2 separate regions of the Mus musculus genome follow, and region 2 is linked to region 1. The links are chromatin contacts, called in public HiChIP or PLAC-seq maps. All regions are on one chromosome and are shown on one strand. The core of a region is the stretch at or near the end of the contact, and the rest is flanking DNA. Distances in the headings are between cores, read along the strand shown. Region 1 overlaps Ago2 (argonaute RISC catalytic subunit 2). Region 2 has its middle 19 kb from the start of Ptk2.

Region 1 (5,987 bases), core at 2,081-4,580:
GTCTGCAGCTAGTGCTGCACGGGCCTTTTCTATGTAATTAAGAAAATAGAATATCCAGACTGGACTACTCCTGTTAAAACCACCCAAAGCAATCACTTGACAGGGAGGAAAGATTTAATTAGACTGAGCTAGGGATGGGTACCACCCCTGGCTTCAGAAGGTCAGAGATGATAATCACACCACCCGCACAGCACATCAAAGCTGGAGTCCTATGTGACACCACACCTAAGTGAGCAGTCTCCCTCAGTGTCATAGAACAGAGAGTAACAATGGAGTAACAACGACGGAAAAGCATTCCAAAACATTAGGACCAAGTAGCACCGTACCCCTGATGACGTCACACTCGATTCACAAAGACATGATTCCAAATCCCTCTAAACCTACTTCCACTACAACAGACAGTCTTGCTGAGGGGCAGAGAACACAAGGCCAGCAAGTAGCCTTTGCCAGTGCCCCACCAACCCCCAGCAGAGGTGCACCTGCATTTCAGGGCACAAAGAACCCAGGACGGGGCTCCACAGCCGTAGGCTACAAGGTGGCATCACAGTTTGCAAGAAAGAGCTGAGGGCTGACAGCTTCTGGGCAGGGTCAACTAACGACCAGCCCCAGCATGATTCTAAAAGGACACCAAGAACAGACTTTCAAGGCTCTCAACTAGGTGTCCAGATAGTAAAGCCAGTGCCTGGAGGTAGGACAGAGGCCACCTGCTGTGCAGGATGGAGGGCCTGCCCTGTCACAGGCTGGAGTGGCCATTACAACCTGTAAATTTGCCAATTTCTGTCCCCATATGTATACTTGACTCCACTGATGGCTGATGTGGGTGCTCTCGTGATCCCACTGATGTTGGGGCGCTTGAAGATACAGAAAGGACTGAATGAGAAGGGTCTCCGCACCTACTTGCTGGTGACTCAGGGAGAGGAGACAGTCCCGTGCTTCACCTTTAAATGGACTCAAATAAAGGCAGCTCTAAGCAAAACAGGAGCTCATTCAACCTTTTAGCCCTCAGGAACGGAGGAACTAGAACCACCAGGGCATTAGAAGGTTTCAAATAGTGTTCTCCTTTCAACCGGGAAAAAGAAGTGTTAGCTGAATACTGCAGCGGCCAGGGCTCTGGCTTGTTTAGTATCCTTCCCAAATGTCACGAGTGGGGAGGCTGGCTGCCTCTGTGCTGGTGCCCTGAGGGCTGTGGCTTACACCACGGCACCTGGGTGTGACCCTAAGTGTAACATATCTAGCACCCTGTGCTTCCCTGGATTTTCAAATTCCAGCCAAGTCAGGGGATTTAAGTAACCTGGGGTGCAGGTCAGGGGTGTTGCAGACACCCCACCACCCTCCACGCCTCAGGTTCTCTACACAGAGAAATATGTGAGGGCTCTTAAGGGTACTGAGCTGTCCAAGTCAAAAGAATGGAAGATGACACCCCCCAAAACAATACAATGGGGGTGTATGTGGGGGAGGTTGGGGAGGGCGCAGAGACAACCTTTAGAAGAGCTCCCCTAAGCCCAGCCCAATCCCCAGGCACCGACCTTCACGACACTGTCAATCTGTCCCTTCATGGTACTGTCCATCTGTCCCTCAAGCTAAACAGGGAAATCTGGGATCTTATGCTGACTTTCCAAGGAAACTTTAGGTGGAGAGGCCAAGGAGATGCAGGTGGAGCCATGATGTAAGAGGATGACCTCCTGGACAGCAAAGCAGACAGCCACAGGACAGCTTGGTCAGAGGTGGCAGGTCCCCATGACAAATCTCTGTTCTGCCAACACTAAAGGGACCTTCTAGTCAAGCAGAGCCCATTGCTCCTTCCAAATGGAGCGCAGGGCTTTCAGTCCTTCACTTTCACCAGGGTCCCAAGGTCAGCTGTGCCTGCACTATCTGAATCCATGCAACTGCTTAACTACATTATCTGCACAAGAGTCGGTGTTGAAGCACCTTTATGAGTTTATAGTGTACAAAAAGGGAGGAGAGAGCAGGAAAGCCACTTTCAATCCATTCAGAAGCAGGGGTAAAGATGCCTTCTTACACGATTCAACAGGAAAGCAAAGCCAGGCAGGAACAGACCATCTCCAGGCTCAGCCGCACGCGGCCCTGCGCAGTCACGCCCGCCAGCCTGGAGGGTGCACGTTCCCCATGCAGAGAAGCCAGTCTACCAGCCTCTCGGACGCTAGGATCTTGCAGCTGGGTGGTGCTGAGGAGTCCCTGGGTCAGTGGCAGCAGAGGAGCTGCGGCCCCAGATCACAGTATGGCACTCACACATTTTCAAGCCAGAACTGAACAGAGGAGTTCGTAACTCGGTTTATTCAGGCGATATTTTGGCTATATTCAGTGTGGATAGCGATGCTTCAGAGCAAACACAAATCTATGAGAAGTCAGAGGTAGCTTTTATGCATCTGTCTAAAAGGTTTAAAGAAACCACCTTCTGTAGTGATTTGGCTAAGCCGGTACATTCAACTTGAGACAAATAAAATGGCTGAACAAATCCAAAGACACAAGGTGAGGGAGGGCTCTGCAATGTCTGCAATGGCACTGTCTGTCTGTCTGTCTGTCTGTCTGTCTGTCTGTCCGTCCGTCCCCAGTACCCCCCTCCCCCGCGGTTTGAGTGTAATAATTCCTTTTGTTTCAGACTCTGGGCACCCTGACTACAGACAGTCCACGTGGGGCTAAACAGACCATGTACTTAGGTCCCAGCAAGGTCACATGGCATAAAGGGCTGCACCAGGCTTTAGGTCTCCCATGGATGGACCACAAATGACAGTCTGACACAGCAGTGACCTCACAACTTTAAGTTGAGGGGCTGACCAAAGAATGTAGCAATGGCCTGTTAACACTGACTGGGCTATTCATATGCTGTCCATGCTGACAAAGGCCACACGGAACTAGAAGGACATACTTTTGGGGGGCCTTGCAGATCACAAGAAAACTAAACAGACCAAAGCGCCACAAAGACTCCTAACTAATCTGTTACATTCAAGCCTTCAGGTCTCAAAGAGCATGCTGTCCTGTATAGAGAGGGAGAACTTCTTGTCAGAGTGTTGAGACAAGGCTAGCCCACAATGCTCGAGAGAGTAAGAGCCCAGCCCGCACACTCGAGCATGTAATACTGAAATGTGTGTTGGGATGGCAGACGTGAGGCAATGTCCCACTCTTGCCACTGTGAATCTGTTTACAATCACTTCAAATGAGTACAGCAGATGGGGAGTTGGACGCAATAAAGGAAACTGTTGAGAGATCAGTGCAACTTACAGGAGTCGGCATGCCTGCAACGGGGCGCTTGTGACAAGAGTCACGTGTGCTCTGCCTATGTGAGAGCCAGCCAGCATGGTTACTGCAGGGAAGGGCTTAAAACAAACAAAATATCTGCATTCACAAGTGAGGCAGATGAACACCAAGGAAGTGTAGCTTCTACTCAGGGCACATTCCTTTTCTCATGGGTGTGAGAGATGAGTCAGGGGGAGGTCACAGAAAGGTTGCTTATGGCTTGTCTGGGGCCACCGGGATTGTCCACTGTCTGTGTAGCAAAATGCCCATGAAAAAAAAAAAATCCTTGTAACAATCCAAGAGTTCAGGGCCATGCTGAAGGACCCTGCAGGTTCCTGTGACCAGTGCTACCACCACAGGGACTACCAAGAGAGGCCACCCAGCCCTAAGGCCTCCTGGACACTCAGGGGTCCCCAGCTGCATGACTTCGGGCTGGTCTAACCTTAACACATTGTATCAAATATAGAATTTGATTGAAAAACTGCTTGTAAAAATAAAATTCAAATCACCCTGCAGATCAATGCAAAAGCATACCGCTGCATCTATAGGAAAAGCAATTCATCCAGAAAAACTACATCTGTGGCTTCCAAAAATAAAGCATTAGCAAGCCTGAAGGTAAACACTGGGACAGTTATAAAAGGCAGGGGAAATAATCTCTACCATATCCATCTATCAGGTACCACATGCATTGGGATAGCCAGATCAGCTTAGTCAAACCAGAGCAGGAGAGAGAGGAAAAAATAAATAGCAACATTTGCATTTAAAGCCAATAAAATAACACAAGAACAAGACAATGGAAAAACAAAACCAAAACCAAAAAAACCAAACCTGCCCAAGCCCGCTGCAGGGGCCATCTTTCTATCAAGCGCCGCTCGGTGACAGGTAAACATTAGGATACAGATGTTGGGCCAGCTGCAGACAGCACGGAGCTAGCAGTCTCCTCACTGGCAGTGCCCTGTGGCCTGGAGGCCAGCAAGCGGGTGGGTGTGAGGAGTGGCCAAGAGGCCAAATCTGGAGAAGGCAGAGCAGACCCAAAGTGGTATCAAGTGTGCATGTGAGGATTTCCCCAAAAGGGAGAAGGAAGCCAAAACCCAACAGCCCCTGACTAGAAGTACAGGCGTGCTCGGTTTCAGACTTGATGGGGACTAGGAGAATCTGGGCTTAAAACACGCAGTGACAGGGTGGGAGTTTTGCTAGTATCACTAAGGGCTAAATCTATGGAATGGGGCCTCGATGTCTCTCTAGAGTTTTGCATTGCTTCATCAGCTTGGGGAGGGAGGGACCTGCTGCATGGTGCACACAGTGGTAAAGGGATGGATGTCATGATGGGTTTTTAAGAGTGAGTATCTTACAGTGTACTACTAGGAGAGTCCCACCATGAAAGGCTAATTGGGTAGCCTCTCTTAAAGAGACAGGCACATCCTAGTTTTCCTTCCAAATGGATACAGAGCACAACACAATCACATTCAGTTTGCTTAAAGCAAGGCACACCTTACTTAACAGTGGGGTTGGGAACACAGCTAGCAAGTGGGCAGTCGTCAAACTTGGCCAGGTATCACCTCAGGAGAAAACGGCACCTGTCACCAGTCTTGGGTACAGATACACACAAAAAGCTGGCTCCTGCAGAAGATGGCCGGAGCTGCTACCGCACTCTGAGGTCTCACACTGTCTCGAAACTAATCTTAATAATAAGGGGAGGGCGGGAATTGGGGAAAATTATTTACCTGAGAAATTGGAACTATAGCCATTTATGAGCTCTGCACCATCAGACATGTAAATGGTGTGTATCTAACTCAATTAGGGACATTTGGTCTGGGGATACATTTCATATTAAAAGTGTCACAAGTAAGCATGGGCTACTACAGAAAGTACTTTGCTTCCAGTACTTTGGCCCATCAGAAAGAAAACCTATCCTTCAAGGTGATCAAAACAAAACTCCCAGCTCAAGATTTTTTGCCCCAGCCCACAAGTGTTCCTAGGTGTGAGCTCTGATAGGGGTTCCTTCCTGTCCCCCTGGCATCATAAGGGGGGACGGCCTCAGAAAGCGCCTACAGAGCCACGGTGGGGGTTGAGGGGTGGCCTCGAACACAGTGCCAGATCCAAGAAGCTGGCAGCAGGTGAGAATCTGCATTCTAAAAAACTCACTTGCATGACTAAGATCCCATGGCAAGGGGCTGAAGACACACCTTAGAAACACGCGGTTCTAAGAATGGTTGAAAACAATCCAATTTCAGATTCTAAAAGTTCACTAGTTTAACCAGTTCCCTAGCCTGACCATGTTAGGCCAACTGAGTGTTTTTCTATCGTTTTGGAAACAGTTTGAGAAGGTGCCACTTGCCAATGGGATAGCAGGCAGTCCCAGTGCTTCTTAGACTGGGGGGGAGGGGGGGTCCTGTTACTTTAAAAGATTTCTAAAGACACAGCAAGAAGAGACTATTGTCATTAGTAAGACACCCACATGCATACACGGATACACACACCTGCTGAGGGTGTGACTTCCCAGGTAACTGCGTCTGCCCTTCCCACCAGCTCCAGAGCAGATGGGGAACGGGGCAAAGGTGGTACTGTGTCCTCTAGCATGAGGTGCCATGGCAGGGGAGAGGGTGGGCACCCTCCCTCCTCCACAGGGTCAGAGGTAAATGACGCAGAGCTGGGGGATGAGGCCCATCAGCAGGGGTAGAAAAAACCCACAGAGCACAGAGCAGCACACAAGAGAAGGCTCGTCTCCTTCT
Region 2 (5,987 bases), core at 2,548-5,047, 340 kb after region 1:
CCAAATTAACAGATACAGTAAAGACATTAGACTCGGGCTGGAGAGATGGCTCAGCAGTTAGGAGCACTGACTGCTCTTTCAAAGGTCCTGAGTTCAAATCCCAGCAACCACATGGTGGCTCACAACTATCCCTAATGAGATCTGATGCCCTCTTCTGGTGTGTCTGAAGACAGCTACAGTGTACTTACATACAATAAATAAATAAACCTTTAAAAAAAAAAAAGACATTAGACGCAGAGTCCTGCTGGAGTGGGTGTGAATTCTGGTCAGAATTGTCCTAGGTTTTGTTCCGGGTACTTTTTTTTTTTTGAGACAGGGTTTCTCTGTATAGCCCTGGCTGTCCTGGAACTCACTTTGTAGATTAGGCTGGCCTTGAACTCAGAAATCCGCCTGCCTCTGCCTCCCGAGTGCTGGGATTAAAGGCGTGTGCCACCATGCCCAGCTTGTTCCGGGTACTCTTAAGGAGTCCAGCCACAGGCAGGGTCCATCCAGCCGTTACTAGAAGGTGTTGGAGCAAGGCTGTTTGAAGTAGAGTCAGCCAGGATCTGCAGCTGTGGTTTTCCTCCTGTCAACAGCTCACTGCCTGCACCTTGAATTTCCCACACAACTGTCTTTAGTCTGGACCTAAGTCAGGGCCTACTTGGAGCATCTCCTAAGATAAAGGCTGCTGGGACTTGGACAGAATGAATGAGAACCCATGCCAGCCTTTTGGGGGTCAGCCAAGGCACAAAGCAAGCAGAGTCTTAAGAGACTTGGAGCTAAGAAAAGAGTCTAGTGGGATCTGTTAGTTCTCCAACCCGGGACAAAGGGCTAACTAAAGTACCTACTTAGCCTATCAAAGTGGACCTAGCTGCCAGGTTCTCCCAGCATTCCTCCAGTCCCTACTGGTGTCAGGGTATGGCAGGCCCACAGCTTTAAACTTCTCCAGCCCAGGGGCTGGACTGTCCCTTCTCCCAGCTGCCCTTCTCTATGCAATCCAGCCATTTTGGTTACCAGGTCCTTTTGGGTCTATCCTTTGCCCTCTTAGCCTCTTGGTCTCCTGGGTCTTCTCCTCCCATCGCATCTACTCTTAAGGACTGGCTCAAGATCATGTTCACTGTGGACTTTCACAGATGCCTCTGCCTCTGGTTATACTCTCCCTCATATCCACTATAAACCTCCTTCACCATACCCAGGAACAGTCATGTCCTCCTTTCTAATTTTTTTTTTCTATTCAGGAGTCACCTAAGGGTACCAAAAGTAGATGGGGTGGGTTTCCAGAACAGAGAACCCAGTGCAATGGTAAAGCCAGGGTTAAGGGTGGGTTACTGGCACCTCATGCAGACATAGACTGGCTGGGAAAGATTGCTTGCTTTCAACTGCTGCCTAATGGGCATTGTGATTTAGGGGACGATGGGAATGAGGGTAGTCATCGAGTGCAGTGAGGTTTCACAAGTAGCAGAGTTAAGAGAGGATGGGGTCAGAAGAGGCCAGGGACCAGGATAGGAGGAGTCATTTGGACACTGAGGCCAGTATGATAAGAGGGGGTAGCACTGAGAGAGGGGTCTAAGTGATGGGTACTCACAGCCCCCAAGCTTGGGAAAAGTCAAGCTGGCCAGGCTGAGAGCTGTCAGGCTTTGGAGACCATCCTTGACATTCTTTTTCATTCTTTCTATTGTACTGTATTGTATTGTACTGTATTATTCTTCTTGCTGTCATTGTTTGGTAGTAGCAGGGATTGCACACAGGGTCCCATGGATCCTCAGCAAGCCCCCTTCTACATTTGAAACCCACTTTTTGTTTGGAGATAAGGTCCTATTAAGCTGCCCAGATTGACCTCAAACTTGCCATCCTCCTGCCTCAGCCTGCTAGGTAACTAGGTTACAGGACTGCTATGCCAGGCCTTAGTGGGCATTCTTAGTCCTGCTGACACTTCTCTGGGGTCTGTCCTTCCTGCTTAGAAGGTTTCAGCTGTCCCCGTTCCATGGGGAAGGCCTGCATATTGCCTCGCTGGGCCGGCCTAGGTTTCCTTCCGGTTTTCCTTCCTCACCAGGAACTCTGGGAAGCCTTAGTTACTGGCTGGGACTATCAGCCTCTGCACGAGTGTTTCAGAGTTGCCTTGGAACTAGATAGTCTCCTCTGCTTCCCACCCGCCAATCAGCAGCAGATCCCATCTGTTCTGCCTCCAGTGTGAGGTGATTCACGCCCTTCAAAAGAATTATTGGAGCCCTCACTGCCGCCGACTGCCAGCACTTGCTTGGAAATAGCATCTCGGTTACACCAGCTTCTCACAACCTGAGAGGATCAGTGCTTCGTGAGAAGAGAAGAAGACATATGGACATCGTGTGACAGAGGAGATAGAGATGCCTACATTGAAGGGTGCAGGTGCAGGAAGCCTCTGGGAGAGAGTCTAGAACGGTCCTCCTGCCATGCAGCCTCTGACAGTGTAGACTTCTGACTTCCAACACTGTAGCAGTAAATGTCTGCACGTTAAGCCAGCCAGTCTCATGCGTTGCTTGGGGTAGACTTCCTCCTCGAACTGTTTCCTCTTATCTAGCTAATTCAGGCTTACCCCTCTCTTTCTTCTTTTCATCTCCTGCAGACCAGAAAAAGGTCAAGTTACCTAGGGTACCCAAAGCTCTACCCAATCCTACCCTTTGCCCAACAGCATTGCTGTGCCCTGTGGGTGGTCACAAAAAGACCCAGGCCATAGCTTGCTGGGGCAGAGACTTCTACTGTGAGATGACATCTGCTCCACAGGTCTTTTCTTTTCTTTTTTTTTTTTCTTTTTTTTTAAAAGATATATTTATTTATTTTATGTATGAGTACACTGTAGCTGTCTTCAGACACACCAGAAGAGGGCATTGGATTCTGTTACAGTTGGTTGTGAGCCACCATGTGGTTGCTGGGATTTGAACTCAGGACCTCTGGAAGAACAGTTAGTGCTCTTAAGCACTGGAGCCATCTCTCCAGCCCTCCACAGGTCTTTTCTGTTCATCTCCTGTGCACCTGAAACAAATGTCATTGCTTCTGGTCTTTCTGTGTACCCAAGATCTTTCCTTGTCCCTAAAGCTGAGTGACTGGAAAGCAGGGAGTGTGTCTCCTGGCAGGAATGTCGTATGTTCAGTCCACAGGGTACACAGATGGCTGCAAGAGCTGGCCTCTGCCTCAGTATGGACAGGAGACTCTGAACACCTGGAGTCAGCAAGGAGCGACAACCCCCCCAAACCCCCCCCCAAAAAAATTGAGGGACCAATGCTTACATTGCTAGATGATCGATTTCCTTTGAGAGAAACTACGACTGGACGTGGTGGCATGTGCTTTTAATCCCAGAACATAGGAGACGGAGGCAGATCAGTCTCTGAGTTTGAGGTCAGCCTGGTCTACAAAGTGAGTTCCAAGACAGCCAAGGCTACACAGAGAAACCCTGTCTTGGAAAGGAGGAAGAGGGGGAGGGGGAGGGGAGGGGGGAGAATGAGGGGGAGGGGGAGGAGGAGGAGGAGGAGGAGGAGGAAAGGAAGGAGGGAAGGAGGAGGAGGAGGAGGAGGAGGAGAAGGAGAAGGAGAAGGAGAAGGAGAAGGAGAAGGAGAAGGAGAAGGAGAAGAGGAGAAGGAAGAAGAAGAAGAAGAAGAAGAAGAAGAAGAAGAAGAAGAAGAAGAAGAAGAAGAAGAAAAGAAAGAAGAAGAAACACAAGAAAAACTATAAGCCCAAGTAGTCAAATAGTTCAGGATTTCAGGAGGGCTCCGGGTGTGTGCATAGAAGTGAGTGAGGGTGTGAGTTACTGATTCACCTCATATAGCTAGCAGTGGAGGAGGAGGCGCAGCCCAGGGCCGGGCAGCTGCCACTTCCCCTTTGCCTACAGACCGCTGACCACAGGCGGCACTTTCTCTGAGATTGCTTCCCCTGAGGTCTGCAGGTCTGGGTGCAGCTTCCTCGGGCACTGCCCTGCTCCTGTCTCTGCCCTGCCCTCTGGCCTGCAAGCTCCTTGGGACCTCTCTGCTGCCCTGCTGAAGAAGCCAGGACATCCAGGAGATTCAGGTTCTATCACTTGCTCACAGTTGATAATGAGTCCTGGTGTATTCGTTTGCAGAGAAATTCACCACCAACTAGGTTGGCTTACATCGTTCCGGAGTCATGCTTGAGATCAAGGTGTCTCAGGAGCAACTCTGAAGGTGTTAGAATGTAGGCGTGTGGGGGGATCATTCCTTCTGCTAATCTCGTCTCTTCTATCTTTGTAAGATACCTAGCACTGGGTTTCAATAAGATGTTATTGTGAGATCTACTCATCTCTTCAAAAAAAAAGGGGGGGGAAGCTGTCTGCCAGGAGCCTGCACCAAACACATCATTTAGAGGTACCCCGTTCAGCCCGTTCCCAGAGAGAGGATGAGCTGACCCCACGTCGTGGAAGAGGGGTAGGAGAAGCTAGACAGAGAAGCAAGCAGCTGCCGGCTTGCTCCAAATAGGAAGTGGGGGCTGCCCACTCCCACTGGCTACCGCAGCCTTCTCCAGGAAGACTTTGCCCTGAGGAATCTTTCCTCTCTTTCCACATGGTGACCCTGTAAGCTCCTGGGTTACTTTCTGTCACAGCTGGGCAGTGACTACACAGGCTTCCTGCTCCTCCCCCAATCCAGCCGCCTCCTTCATAATCCCAGGCCTTCCTCCGGGATTTCTAGTCTCTTCTCCCCACCCCCACCCCGCGCCCCGTACACAACGCCCCCTTTCAGGCTTTCCCTGTCCTCCTCCAACAGGCAGAGGAAACTGCAGAGAAAGATGGTAGAAGGCCCCTTTCCCTTTCCTGAGCCCTGCTGCCTCCTGACTCCCTGTGGGGGTCCCTGTGTGATCTCTGAGCCACCCTCCTCAGAGGACTGCACTAGGTGAAGTTTAGGACATGGGGGTCTTTAGTGAGAACACTATGAGGGCCCTTGGTAGCCCCTTGCCACCACTGACAGCCCCAGAAGCCACTGCTACCTTGAACTCACGGCTCCTCCGCCCGTGTCCTTCTCAGCAGGAAAAGTCCCTTCTTTCGGAGGACCACCTGATGTCCCTCATACTCTAGGCAACACTGGCTACCGCCTAGCCTAGCCTAGCCTAGCCTAGCCTAGCCCACACTCGCTTCCTCTCTAACGCGGTCCGCCCGCCTTGGACAGTGTTTCAGCCCTCTCGGGTCTCATGGAGGCAGACTGACTCTGTTCTTGGCTTCTAGGTCTTCCATGGTTTCCCACCCTTTCCTTCCTCCTTGGGCAAAAGGACCCAAGGGCTTCCATAGTAGCACAGCCTGCCTGTCGCTCATAAGGTGCCTCTCTGAGGTGGTCAGGCTGTGCCCTACTCTAGTTACTGCGCATTATATAAAATGCTTGCTATCAAGCTGCTGCCCTGAGTGACTCCATTTTATAAAACAGCACATCTCTCTCTTTGACTATAACTGCCAAGGACTCTGCCTTATTTTTTGGTTGTTTGTTTGTTTGGGGTATTTTTTTTTTTTTTTTTTTTTTTTTGAGACAGGGTTTCTCTGTATAGCCCTGGCTGTCCTGGAACTCACTCTGTAGACCAGGCTGGCCTCGAACTCAAATATCCTCCTACCTCTGCCTCCCAAGTGCTAGGATTAAAGGTGTGCACCACCACACCCAGCAGTTTGGATATTTCAAGACAGGGTTTTTCTGTGTAGCCCTGGCTGTCCTGGAATTTACTCTGTAGACCAGGCTAGCCTTGAACTCAGAGATCTGCCTGCCTCTGCCTCCTGAGTGCTGACAGGACTCTGCATCTTTTCTTTTTTTAAAAAGATCTATTTATTTTATTTATATGAGTACACTGTAGCTGTCTTCAGACACACCAGAAGAGGGCATCAGATCCCATTACAGATGGTTGTGAGCCACCATGTGGTTGCTGGGAATTGAACTCAGGACCTCTGGGAAAGCAGTCAGTGCTCTTAAGCACTGAGCCATTTCTCCAGCTCCCAGAACTCTGCATCTTAAATAGCCACCACCTGTCCAGTACAATCCATCAGGCAC

Evidence for each region. HiChIP or PLAC-seq counts read pairs in DNA pulled down with a chosen protein or histone mark.
Region 2: a FOXA1 HiChIP or PLAC-seq map of pancreatic cancer cells shows a contact between it and region 1. The contact joins two enhancer-like sites. A contact is called at or near these places in 2 of 115 datasets of contacts at active chromatin or transcription factors (extraembryonic endoderm stem cells and pancreatic cancer cells).

Annotation. Positions count from the first base shown.
Region 1 is chr15:73,099,356-73,105,342 of GRCm38.p6, forward strand. Ago2 (argonaute RISC catalytic subunit 2) reads right to left here. Exons shown (of 19, transcript NM_153178.4): 19 at 2,270-5,987. Among named protein-coding and RNA genes, the nearest start is that of Gm31725, 6.1 kb to the right of the region's middle. Within about 2 kb of position 3,331, at least 19 of the 459 cell types and tissues checked have an H3K27ac peak or open chromatin away from gene starts, as enhancers often do. A contact at or near this core is called in pancreatic cancer cells, where this site is marked.
Region 2 is chr15:73,438,739-73,444,725 of GRCm38.p6, forward strand. No RefSeq gene overlaps it. Among named protein-coding and RNA genes, the nearest start is that of Ptk2, 19 kb to the left of the region's middle. Within about 2 kb of position 3,798, at least 83 of the 459 cell types and tissues checked have an H3K27ac peak or open chromatin away from gene starts, as enhancers often do. A contact at or near this core is called in pancreatic cancer cells, where this site is marked.